Regions from separate parts of the Mus musculus genome. Here region 2 is linked to region 1. The links are chromatin contacts, called in public Hi-C maps. All regions are on one chromosome and are shown on one strand. The core of a region is the stretch at or near the end of the contact, and the rest is flanking DNA. Distances in the headings are between cores, read along the strand shown. Region 1 has its middle 190 kb from the start of Gm26256. Region 2 has its middle 130 kb from the start of Gm31307.

Evidence for each region. A called contact is a pair of places that touch in the nucleus more often than the background predicts.
Region 2: a Hi-C map of cerebellum shows a contact between it and region 1, with 2.2 times the contacts expected there. The contact joins two enhancer-like sites.

The regions. Positions count from the first base shown.
Region 1 is chr12:67,802,677-67,808,112 of GRCm38.p6, forward strand. No RefSeq gene overlaps it. Among named protein-coding and RNA genes, the nearest start is that of Gm26256, 190 kb to the left of the region's middle. Within about 2 kb of position 1,800, at least 2 of the 459 cell types and tissues checked have an H3K27ac peak or open chromatin away from gene starts, as enhancers often do. A contact at or near this core is called in cerebellum, where this site is marked.
Region 2 is chr12:68,773,381-68,779,136 of GRCm38.p6, forward strand. No RefSeq gene overlaps it. Among named protein-coding and RNA genes, the nearest start is that of Gm31307, 130 kb to the left of the region's middle. Within about 2 kb of position 2,316, at least 3 of the 459 cell types and tissues checked have an H3K27ac peak or open chromatin away from gene starts, as enhancers often do. A contact at or near this core is called in cerebellum, where this site is marked.

The DNA of each region.
Region 1 (5,436 bases), core at 550-3,049:
CTAGCTTACATAGAACAACCCAAGAATTGTGTATCTTCAAAATTGTCCTTCTTGTAACCTAATAGATAATAAGATTTGATCCAAGACTCAAACTGTGATAAATAAAACTCTTTGGAGCTAACATGAATCTAAATCCAAAAGGTTATCTGAAACCTAGATGTGTAAAGTGTTATCTTTTTAAAAATGTTACATAAAGTAAGGATTATCCAAGAGAAGATTTTGTCATTTAGTGGCTTATCACCCCATATTTAAGAAAAGTCCAACTTATAGTTACCTGAAAGCTTACTTTCAGGCAAATTAGATAAACCTGGAGCTTTCAGAATGAGACTTTGCTTGACTGCTGGACTGAAACCAGCTTAATTAATCAAATTCTAAAGCATTCCCATTCAGCCATCAAGTCAAATACATCATATTCTCCTTTATCAACATATTTGATCAACATAATTTTGATATGGGTATGTTTGTAGAGCATATGTTTTTTTATTACTGTTGCTCTCCTCCTCCTCCTCCTCCTCCTCCTCCTCCTCCTCCTCCTCCTCCTCCTTCTTCTTCATCTTCTTCTTCATCATCATCATGATGTTTGTCTGTCATTGAACTCAGTATGTACAGCAGGCTGGCCTCAAACACAGAGATCCATCTGCCTCTGCCTCCTGAATGCTTGGTCTAAAGGAGTAGACTACCACCACCACCCACTGTACACATATTTTTAATATTAATAATTTGATATTAATACAGTATTAATATACATGCATGAAAATAGGTTAAAATAATATAGATCTATTAGAAAGTCTCCCTTTATGCCATCTTCTCTCCATTGTCATCAAACTATCATCATAGGTGTGTTCAGCTATATACATCTACTACATTTATAGCTAAGGTATCCAAAGATAAACAAAATCTGCAAATTTCCTATTCAAACATTCTTGAAAAGAATACTTTCCTAGAAATCATATTTTCAATGAATGTTCTAATTCATAGTATATGAATTTTTATATTCCAACTTTAACTGCATTTAATTTAAAATTTTCCTTGTGCTTAAAAACAATGAGGTTTTGTTTCTTTGGAATTATGGATCTAAATTTTCTTGTTAGATAATTAATTAATTAACTAGATAATTATTTAATTGTGAATTCATGAGAGTCTGAGATGGCAGGTTACTGTGACCATCTAAAGACAGCTTGAAGGAGTCATTTCTGTTTCTACTATTAGGTTCCATGGACCAAATGCAGGCTGTCAGGTCAGGTTTGATGTTATGTACTTCTACTTGTTGAGCCATCTTGACTGCCCTTAGAATTCTTTTTAACTAGACACTGAGGAACATACTGAAACTTGACAAGTGACATGCCCATATAATTATTATTCTTTTACCTTTTCCCAGTTGGACACTAAAAACATTTTTCAGGGTAGTATGTTGCACCTGTAGTAGATTATTAAAATGGAAACAGTTATTGAAAGAAGTGTAATGTTTTCCAGCTCTCTCTGACATAGCCATACATTTACTGATAATAAGCATGTGTGTGTTTATATAAAGGCAAAAATACTCCCATTGTGCTTTACAAAAGCATTACTTATAAAATGAAAAAGGTTCAAACTTAATTTTGAGGGAACTAAAAAAAAACACTATTTTGAGTGTTACGTTTATAGCAACACAAAATCTTAGCACCTTTTCCATGAAATGTAGCATTTGAACCAATCTGTTGGCAGCAGGAAAAGTAGGGACGCTTCTGATACATGGGAGGGCGGGAAGGCTCTCACTTAGGGCTTGGCAATCTTGCACTCTTGTGGCAGATGGTCACACACTAGGACATTTGGGCTGGCACCCGGCCTCTGGCAGATGCTCAGTTCCTTCTGTGTTTACTACTATTTGGAGTGAGTGCTGTGATTCCTGGCCATGGACATGGCACGATCAGGCCCAACCTTGAAGCTCAAAGTTACTGTGCCCTCCTGTTCTCTGTTTTGTCCCACATAACCTAGGATAGCAAACAAAATAAAAAAGATAGTTGCACTGAAAAGCGTTTTGAAAAGCCTATATTAAAATATGGTTATGGGTGGTGATGGTGCATACCTTTAATACCAGCACATAGGAGGCAAAGGTAGGCAGATATCTGAGTTCTAGACCATCGTGGTCTACACAGGAAGTTCCAAGACAAACAAGATTACACAGAGACAACCTGTCTTGAAAAACCACCACACCATCATCAACAAGAAGGTATTATATATACTCTCCAAATTAAAAAAAAATGAAAAATTAAAACTAAGAAAAAGGAATTTTGGCCTTCTGATCTTCTCAAACTTAATTCATAGTAACAATTATGATGTGGACTGCAGTTATAATGGAAAATAAAGAGACTCATGCTACCAAAAAAATCAACTTTTCTATGTCTGGAAATTTATCAGTATGTAAAATAATTTTACTTTTTTTGTTGTTGAAAAAATTTCCAGAGTTGAAGATACACTACGTAATGTTTTCTCATCAGGATAAAGGGCACAGATCACCATGTGGTTTACTTGCAAAATTGGGTTATGTGAAGATGAAGTTTACAACTCTCAACTCTGTTAGTTTCAGTCCCACATTAAAGTATAAACGACTTTGTTCATAATACTCTAGTTCTCACAAGTTGAAAGTTATGTCCTAAGTCAGAAACAGCTACCTCAAAAACATGCAAACCTTACCATTCCCCATTAATTATTCAATCCACAATAAGATTTACAGCTATCAGGAGCATCCTATTGCACTTCTAGGATATTAACAAGAACTACATTGTGAATGAATGTGTGAAGAAACAAAGAGATGGGGAGGGAGGGTGAAAGGAAGGAAGAAAGGAAGGAAAAATGGGAGAGATTAAGAGAAACCAAGAACAATATAAAGAAAAACGTGTGTATCCCTGTAACCTTGAACCACATTGAATCACAACTATGTTGTGAGAAACACCAGTGTGAGAATGTTTTCAGTTAAGTTTATAATTACATATTGGTTATACTCATATCTATCCCCAGCAAGCACAGAGAATATAAGATCCAGTGAATGCCAGTATAGTCAAAGGCCTTTGATGGACTGAAAAAAGAAAACGCAGGCTGATATTTTTCAGTCATATATTTAGATGTCTGAAAAGTAACAATAAAAATCGCTAGAGTATTGACAAGAGTGAGCTGACATCTCCACAAGGATACAGTACTCTGTGTGTCCTGGGAGGAAAGAGGAAAAGGGAATCTGTTAGTGGGAAGAAAAGAAACCAAGCCTGCTACAGGTTTGGTTTGTTGAGGTTTTGCCTTTTACTGTCTATTTTAATGCTAAGTGGGGGTCTCCAAGATGTGGAGTCTGAAGGTAGCCCATGTGACCCTGTCCCCAAGGTAATTCTAACTAATGAATAAAGATGCTGACAGCTAGTAGTTAGGCAGAAAAGACATAAGGTGGGGTTTAGGTTTCCCAGCTAGGGGTCAGAGGATGGACAAAGAGAGGAAGGAGGTACTGGAGAAAAGAAAGAAGCCACCACAGGACAAGAGAGCATGGCACTGAGAGCTGCCCAACTGGAGTTAAGAGCAGCCCAGATGGAACATAGTAAATAGTAAATAATAACTCGAGTTATTGATAGGAAAGTAGATTCTAACAGCATGGAGGGTAGTCAGAATGCCACCTCTTGTGTTATTTAAGGGTTATGGTAAATATAAATGCTTTGTGTCCTTCATTCAGTTACTAAATGATCTAAGGTAAGGTAGAAACTCTGGGATGGAATTTTAAATTTACTCAGTCTGTAGGACTATCACACTAACAGTGGGGGAAAAAAGTTTCTTAGTAACTGAAAATTGAAGAATAACTAAAAAAACATCACTGTCAACAGTGGAATTTGTTCTGCCTTGGCAACCTAGATAAGCTGAAGTTCAAGGGATATGTCCTGCAGTCAGACATATACAGTTACATACCTGTAAACTTTTGCCAGATATAGGAAGAGAAGTCTGGAACAGGCTTGTAGTGAAGAGTAGAAGGTTGGTCCTGATATACTTATTATATACTATACATAAGAAATATTTCAAACTCTGGAGTTGTAAGGATAGGAATACATCTCAGTTAATAGAATGCTTACCATGCACAAACCTCACGCAGGAGGACCAACAAACAGCTTTAGAACTCATTGAACACTGCTCACCAGTTAGCACAACATGATAGCTGTGCTTTTGAGCTGCATGGCCCCAGGGACTATCTGTCCTGAAGACTTCACACTGTTGTGGAGTTTTGCTCTGCACATGGCCTCCACATCCCTCTTAATCTAAGAATTGTACGGAAACTCTAAGGGGGCGTCCAGCCCCTCACTGGGAAGTATCACTAGCACTCACAATAATAATACTTGATCTTTCTCAAGCATTGCGACTGGGGCAGATTAATGATTCAATCGCCACCCTAGGAAAGAATTTAAGAGATGTAGATTGTCAGCAATGACCACTAGGCTTAGAAAGCATTTGGAAAATAAAATTGTTAGTGAAGTTACATAGGATGTTTTTGCTAATAGCTCTGATGTAGACAATCTTAGGGAACAACTTTTAGATCAGAAAACACATTCTTACTTGAGTTAGAGACATTTTGAGGTCAGGGGACAAAAACAATGACAACACTGAATGAGACTCTTTTGTTGAACCTGGGCTGGTAATGAGTTTCTTATACCCATCTTTGCCCTGAGCTTCCTGATAGGGTTTAATAAAAAATTGCTGATGAGTAGATATACATCCTTTGAATTTAAAATAGAAATGACTGATTGTTTTTACACAAAAGTACATTTGTGATACTTTTAAGATCCTTGTAATATTACATTTTAAGATAAATAATAATTGACCTTTTCTCTGTAACCACAAATTGCTACCTGCCAGTTAGAATACCTGGTTGAAAAATGACTTTGCTTGCTCACACTTTGTTAATATCTAACAGGTTGCTTAGTTATGAGAATATTTGGGTTCTTAGGAATAATTTGTTTTCTTTACCTGTACTACATAATGTTTTTTAGTAAAGGGATTGGGGAAGATACTTTTATTTCATAGTCATTCACTAAAAGAAAAATAAAATGTAATCACATTGTAATTTTATACTACTTGAAAAGTTTTGCTGAGATATATAAGCTATAGGAGAAAAAATAAAGTTGTTGGAGCTTGTTGAAGCTTTCCTCTATCCAGCAAACGTGTGTGTGTGTGTGTGTGTGTGTGTGTGCATGCAAAGAAGTTAGAGACAGCATGTTAGAGTCTGCTCCATCTACCAAAAAATCTGTTTATGTGTTTAAAATAGTTGAATCTTTGCTCCATCCACTCAATGTGTGAATGTATATATGTCTGTCAGTCTGTCTGCATGTATGTATGTATGTATGTATGTATGTATGTATGTGTTTGTATGAAGTTGTTAGAGTCTGCTTGTTGAGGTTTTGCCCCATCCATCTAATATGTCTGTCTGTCTGT
Region 2 (5,756 bases), core at 1,066-3,565, 970 kb after region 1:
CAGGAGTCTCTCCTGAGGTTTCACACGAGATGTTGGCAGGGGATAGTCAGCTGCAAGCTTTTCCAGAGCGGGAAGATCTACTCTTAGCCTCTTTCATGTGTTTGTTGACAGAAGCCTGAGGTTTTTTTCATTGACTTCCATCCCTTCCCAGTTGGGCCTCCCCAGAGTGCCACCTGGTAATTTCAGACAACACAGAAGTAGTTGTCTCACCTGTTATGAATAAACAGAGAGCAAGCAAGTGAGGCAGAGAGAATAAAGAAAAGACCATGTCTGTCTCAGCCTATGTTCAAGGGACATGGGATGGGGTTCCACATTTTTAAAAAAGGGGGTTGCCATCCCACGATCAAAAATCTGACCCATAATTGTTCCTGTCTGAAAGAACTGCAGGGATGGAAATGGAGAGGAGCCTGAGGAAAAGAAGGTCCAGAGACGAGCCCAAAGTGGGATCCAGCTCAAGGGGAGATCCCAAGGCCTGACACTGTTACTGAGGCTACGGCACACACACAAAAAGGGGACTATTATGACTGCCCTCCGAAAGACCCAACAAGAAGCTCAAAGAGTCAGATGCAGCTATTTGCACCCAACCAATGGACAGAAGCTGCTGACCCCCATGGTTGAATTAGGGAAAAGCTGGAAGAAGCTGAGGAGGAGGGTGACCCTGTAGGAGGACCAGCAGTCTCAATTAACCTGGACCCCCAAGATCTCTCAAGCACTGGACCACCAACCAGGAAACATACACCAGCTGATATGAGGCCCCCAACACATATGCAGCAGAGGACTGCCTGATCTGGGTTCAGTCAGAGAAGATGCACCTAACCCTCAAGAGACTGTAGGCTCCAGGGAGTTTAGAGGTCTGGTTGGGTGGGGGATGGGGAGTGGGGATATTCTCGTGGAGACAGGGGGTTGGGGAGGAGGTATGGGATGTGGAACAGTCGGAGGGTGGACAGGGGTTGGGGGGATTGGAATAAAATCTGGAGTGTAAATAAATAAATAAATAAATAAACAAAAGATTAAAAAAAAAAAGAATGTGTGGTGATTTTCTAAACCACCACTTTCCTGAAACACTTCTGGCCTCTGCCCATCTCTCTGTCTTTTCCTGGAACCTTGAGAATACTAGACTTTCAGGACTAGTATTAACTATATTTACATAAATACTCAGAATCTTAATATTTGCTGGGTCAGTTCCTTTTTGCACACATAAGTATATGAAGTCAAAATATATAAGGACACTGATGGCAGGATCATTTAGATTGTAGCTTCAATGTGCTATGTAAAAATAAAATGGGTGATGAAGCTCAAAAGTTGCAAATGCCTAGATAGTCGGAAGTACTATGAAGATATCATATATCAAACACTATGGATACATAACTCTTCTTGGTCTTGAGGATCAAGTGACCTCTACCCGAAAAGACCATTACTTTGTCCTTCATTTTATTCTTCTTCATTTCCCATAATGTTTTTATGGGAGCCAGCAGCAAGACTTGCTTCTGCGATTTTCCTCCAACCATTGCCAGGACTCCAAATGCATTGCCAAAAATGAAAAAAGACAGAGAAGCGCTCAGCTCCTCTTCAACCCCGCCATCCGTCCTTCCTTTGCAACTGGCTCTCCTCCATGCAGACTTGGCCTGTACTACTCGCCTTCTGGAGAGCCCCAGGCTATGCTGAAGCAGGTGTCTGCTGTCTTGTCTGTGCTCCACCTGAGCTACATCAATAACCAAATCTTCCCTCCACCGGGGACAGGGGAACCATTCTTTCTGCTGGCAGCGCCACTTGACTCTCGGTACCCCTCATTAGTCCATCAACATCAATTCCTAAAAGTTCCCAGTCTAAACTCTGAACATCTCCAAACAACACATAATAATGTAAAAAATAAAATAGATAAATCTCCTTAAACACCATATACTATCAATAGATTGACATAGTGTAAGTTACAGGTGCCATATCACCTACTCCTGGCTCGTGTCACCATTTACACTTCTAAAACCTCTTTGTTTAAGTAAACCATGAGCTTAGAGAGAATACAAATTTAGAGGAGATTCTCATTTGCAATTGAAGATTGAATTATTGGACTGTAACTGAAATTTAATTTTAAAGACAAGGATCGTTTCCTTTTTAAAAATCCAAAATCTCTTGCCTGCCTTGAATTTATTCAGTTGTTTCTGTTTCTTGCTCACCTGTCATCCAGATGTTTGTTTATCCACTATTGTCTGTTTAATAGAGCCCAAGTGATGGGGTGTTGATGTAGTATGTTCACATAATAAACTAGGTCTCCCTTTTGTCTGCCATATTACTCCAGATGGAAACACATTGGCACTTCGTATAAGCCTTCCTGGGACCCTTCTGTTCAAAATTGCTATGCCAGTGAGGAATATGCAAATTGGAACCGTCCACCAAATGCAGACAATATAATTGAATTAGAATGCTCCAAGTTTTCTGAATGGCACTGGATTGTACTTCACCATTTCACTTTTTTAAAATAAATCCTTGCCTGAGTCTGCCATTCTAATTTCTTTTTCTCTGAGATTATAATATAATCACAACTCTCCATTCCCTTTCCTCCCTCCAAATTCTCCCAGACACACTGCCTAGCTCTCTTTCAAATCCATGACTTATTTTTGCATTAATTGCTATAATGTGCACATATATGTCTGTGTCTAAATATAACTACTAAGTCCATGTAATGGTGTGTGCGTGTGTGTGTGTGTGTGTGTGTGTGTGTGTTTTCTGTGCTGACCATTTGGTATTGGATAATCAGTTGATGTACCTTCCCTAGGAAAGACCATTTCTTCTGCTCTCAGGAGTCCTTGGTTATCTGTGGTTCTTTGAGCAGGGCCGAGGCTTCATGAGGCTCCCCTGTCAGTGTTGGCACATTTACTGGTGTCTTCCTTTCTCAGCTCATGATTTAGCTGTTATGTTGGTAGACATCACCAGTGTAGCTCCTGACATTTCTAGAAGAGACAATCTCAGAGAAAAGTGCCTATTCTGCTGGTTCTTACACTCTTCCCATGCCCTTTTCTGCAGTGACCTTCAGCCTTAGGTGAAGGAGTACTGTTGTAGATGGATCATTTGAGACTGAGCTCTACAGCTCTGCATTTCGATTAGTTGTGGTTTCTGTTATTGTCTCTGTCTGTTGCAAAGAGACATCTCCTTGATGAGGGAGTGAGTACTACCCTTATCTGTGAGTATAAGGACAAATGTTTACATTGTTGTTAGGAATTACGGTGGTTTAGTAAATTAGTGTTTGTTGGTTTTCCTGCAATATCTATGATTTCACTACATTCTGATTTCTTTATATATATATATAAAACGCATGTAGCACATACCTTATGCCACAAGCACAAAAAGTTGCACTTCCTGCATTGATGATTCCTTCTGGAATCTATTCCTTCAATTATATTTTATGGTATAAGATGAGTTACCATGTTGCTTACAACACAATAACAAGCAAATCAGAGAGAGACATAAATAAACATATGCCAATACCATGTCCAAAGTTAACTATTAAAGAAAATTTATAATGGAATCACTACACAAATCCCCAAACTCCTTTAGTGCATGCATATGCACATACATTCAGGGTACATCAACACACACACATACATACACATACACATACACCTTAAATGTTAACTCAGTCAAGCCCTATTTTTTCCATATTACTATTATATCGTCAGGTTTAATTAAAAACCATTATATCAATCATCCCAGGTTCCCACACATGACTAATGCTTTATAAAATCTATGGAAAATGGACTTCAGTTCTGTCAAAATAATGACATTTTTAAATAAATAAAGTAAATGAACAGAGACCATCAGCACCAAGTGACCTTGCTGGAGTATTTTTGCCACACACGTGCACAAGACTCTTGGTCACACTACAACCTGAGACCTGAGAGCCCACAGTTACTTGGAACTAATGCTCTCAGTCACCCAGGAATCTCAGGAGCACTGAATGGAATGCTGCCATTTCCTGAAGTACAGCATTTATTTAATTATCCTAAGTTTAAACATTTTATTGTGCCTTCTTATATTGTATGTTCTGAAAAATTACATTCTAAGAAAAACTACAGAAAAAAATCTGGGGAAAAGAAAGCACTTTCTGACACTAAATCCAGAAAAAAAATATTATTTTTGAATATCTACAATGATGATAATATTTTGAAATTTATTAATGTGCTTTATTTCTGCTTCTGAGCCCTGTCATTTTAATTGCATCTGACTGGAGACAGCAAATGATGTTTTTTTTAGCTGATGAAATGCAAAAAGAAAGAATGAGGTACCTCCCAGCTTCTGATATGCAAAATAAAATTATGCAGGAAGAAATAAGCTTGCACACTAGCTCTCATTTTAAAAGAATATGAGCCCCAAGATAACAGTCATTGGTTTTGTTCACAGCTGCATCTCCTATGCATAGAACCTGGTAACAGTAGACAACAAATATTTTGTGAATGAATGAGTGAATGAATAAATGAGAATAAGTTGTAAAATTTATTTTGTCTCCTGAAGCATGTCAGCAACCAAGCCTGAGTTTTCAAGTCAACCTACACTTCTCTCAGGAGATAGAAACTACAACATTCTGTAGTAATAAAAGCATTCAGCTTGCTTTTCTATCAAAGAAACCTTGTGGTGCTAGAGGGCAGAAGAGAGGCTCCACCATCCCCTCCCTAAGGAGACTGCAAGAAGAGAAAAGAGGGAGTAAGACACTGGAGGTGTGGGCACTGATTGCTGAACATCAGAAAAGCAAGGAGATCAAACAGCTTCCACCATCCTCCACTCAAATACCATCTCCCCTATGACTCTCGAACCAACCTGGGGAGTTGCTGCATCAATTTGTCAATGCTCTTTGGCAAGATAAAGAGAGAGGGTGATGTTTAGCTTTCTGAGCAGCTCCCCTTGGCTCTCCTGTGGCACAGGGGAAAGACAACAGAAGTAGCTGAAGTCAGCCAAGGAGACAGACAGAAGGTAGGGGAGGAGTCCTCTAGCAAGGACAACACACAGGGTCAAATCCCAGTTGAATGAAAGGCCCAACTAACTAGAGAGAAGAGAGCCTGCTCAGAGGTTGGGGACAGTCCACACAACATTCCAGGTGTATTAGCAGCTGCCTAACGGATACATTTAACATAAATTTAGCAGCTTGAAACCGCATCCATTGTTAGCTACAGTTTAATGGTCAGGGGTCCCTCACAGCAATTGGGCACGTTTTGTTTGCTTCACTGTTGCTATGATGAACCTATGACCAAAAGAAACTTGGGGTAGAAAGGGTTCCCTGTAGGTTAGAGCTCATTATCACAGGACACCAGGAAGAACTCAAGCAAGAAGCTGGAGGCAGGAACTAAAACAGAGACTGAGGGGGAACGCCCCTTACTGGCTTGTTTTTCATGGCTTACTTAGCTTGTTCTAAACAACCCAGGATGTCCTGTCTGGGGGTTGTGCCACCCACATGGGCTGCTCCTCCCTTATCAATCATCCATCATGTCCACAGGCCAATCTGATGAAGATAACTCCTCAGTTGAGGATCCTTCTTTCCAAGTGACCAGTTTGTGTCAAACTGACAACACTAACCTACGTTAACTGGGTTCTTTGTTTGAAGTCTAACAAGGCTATAGTCTAGATGTGAGCTGCATGCATTCTCATTGAGAGGCTGGAGAATCAATTTCAGCTCATTTAAGCTGACGGCATAGTTCACTTCATTGCAACCATAGAGCAAGGAGCCCTGAATTTTTGCTGACAGTTTACCTGACATCCTCTGGAGACCA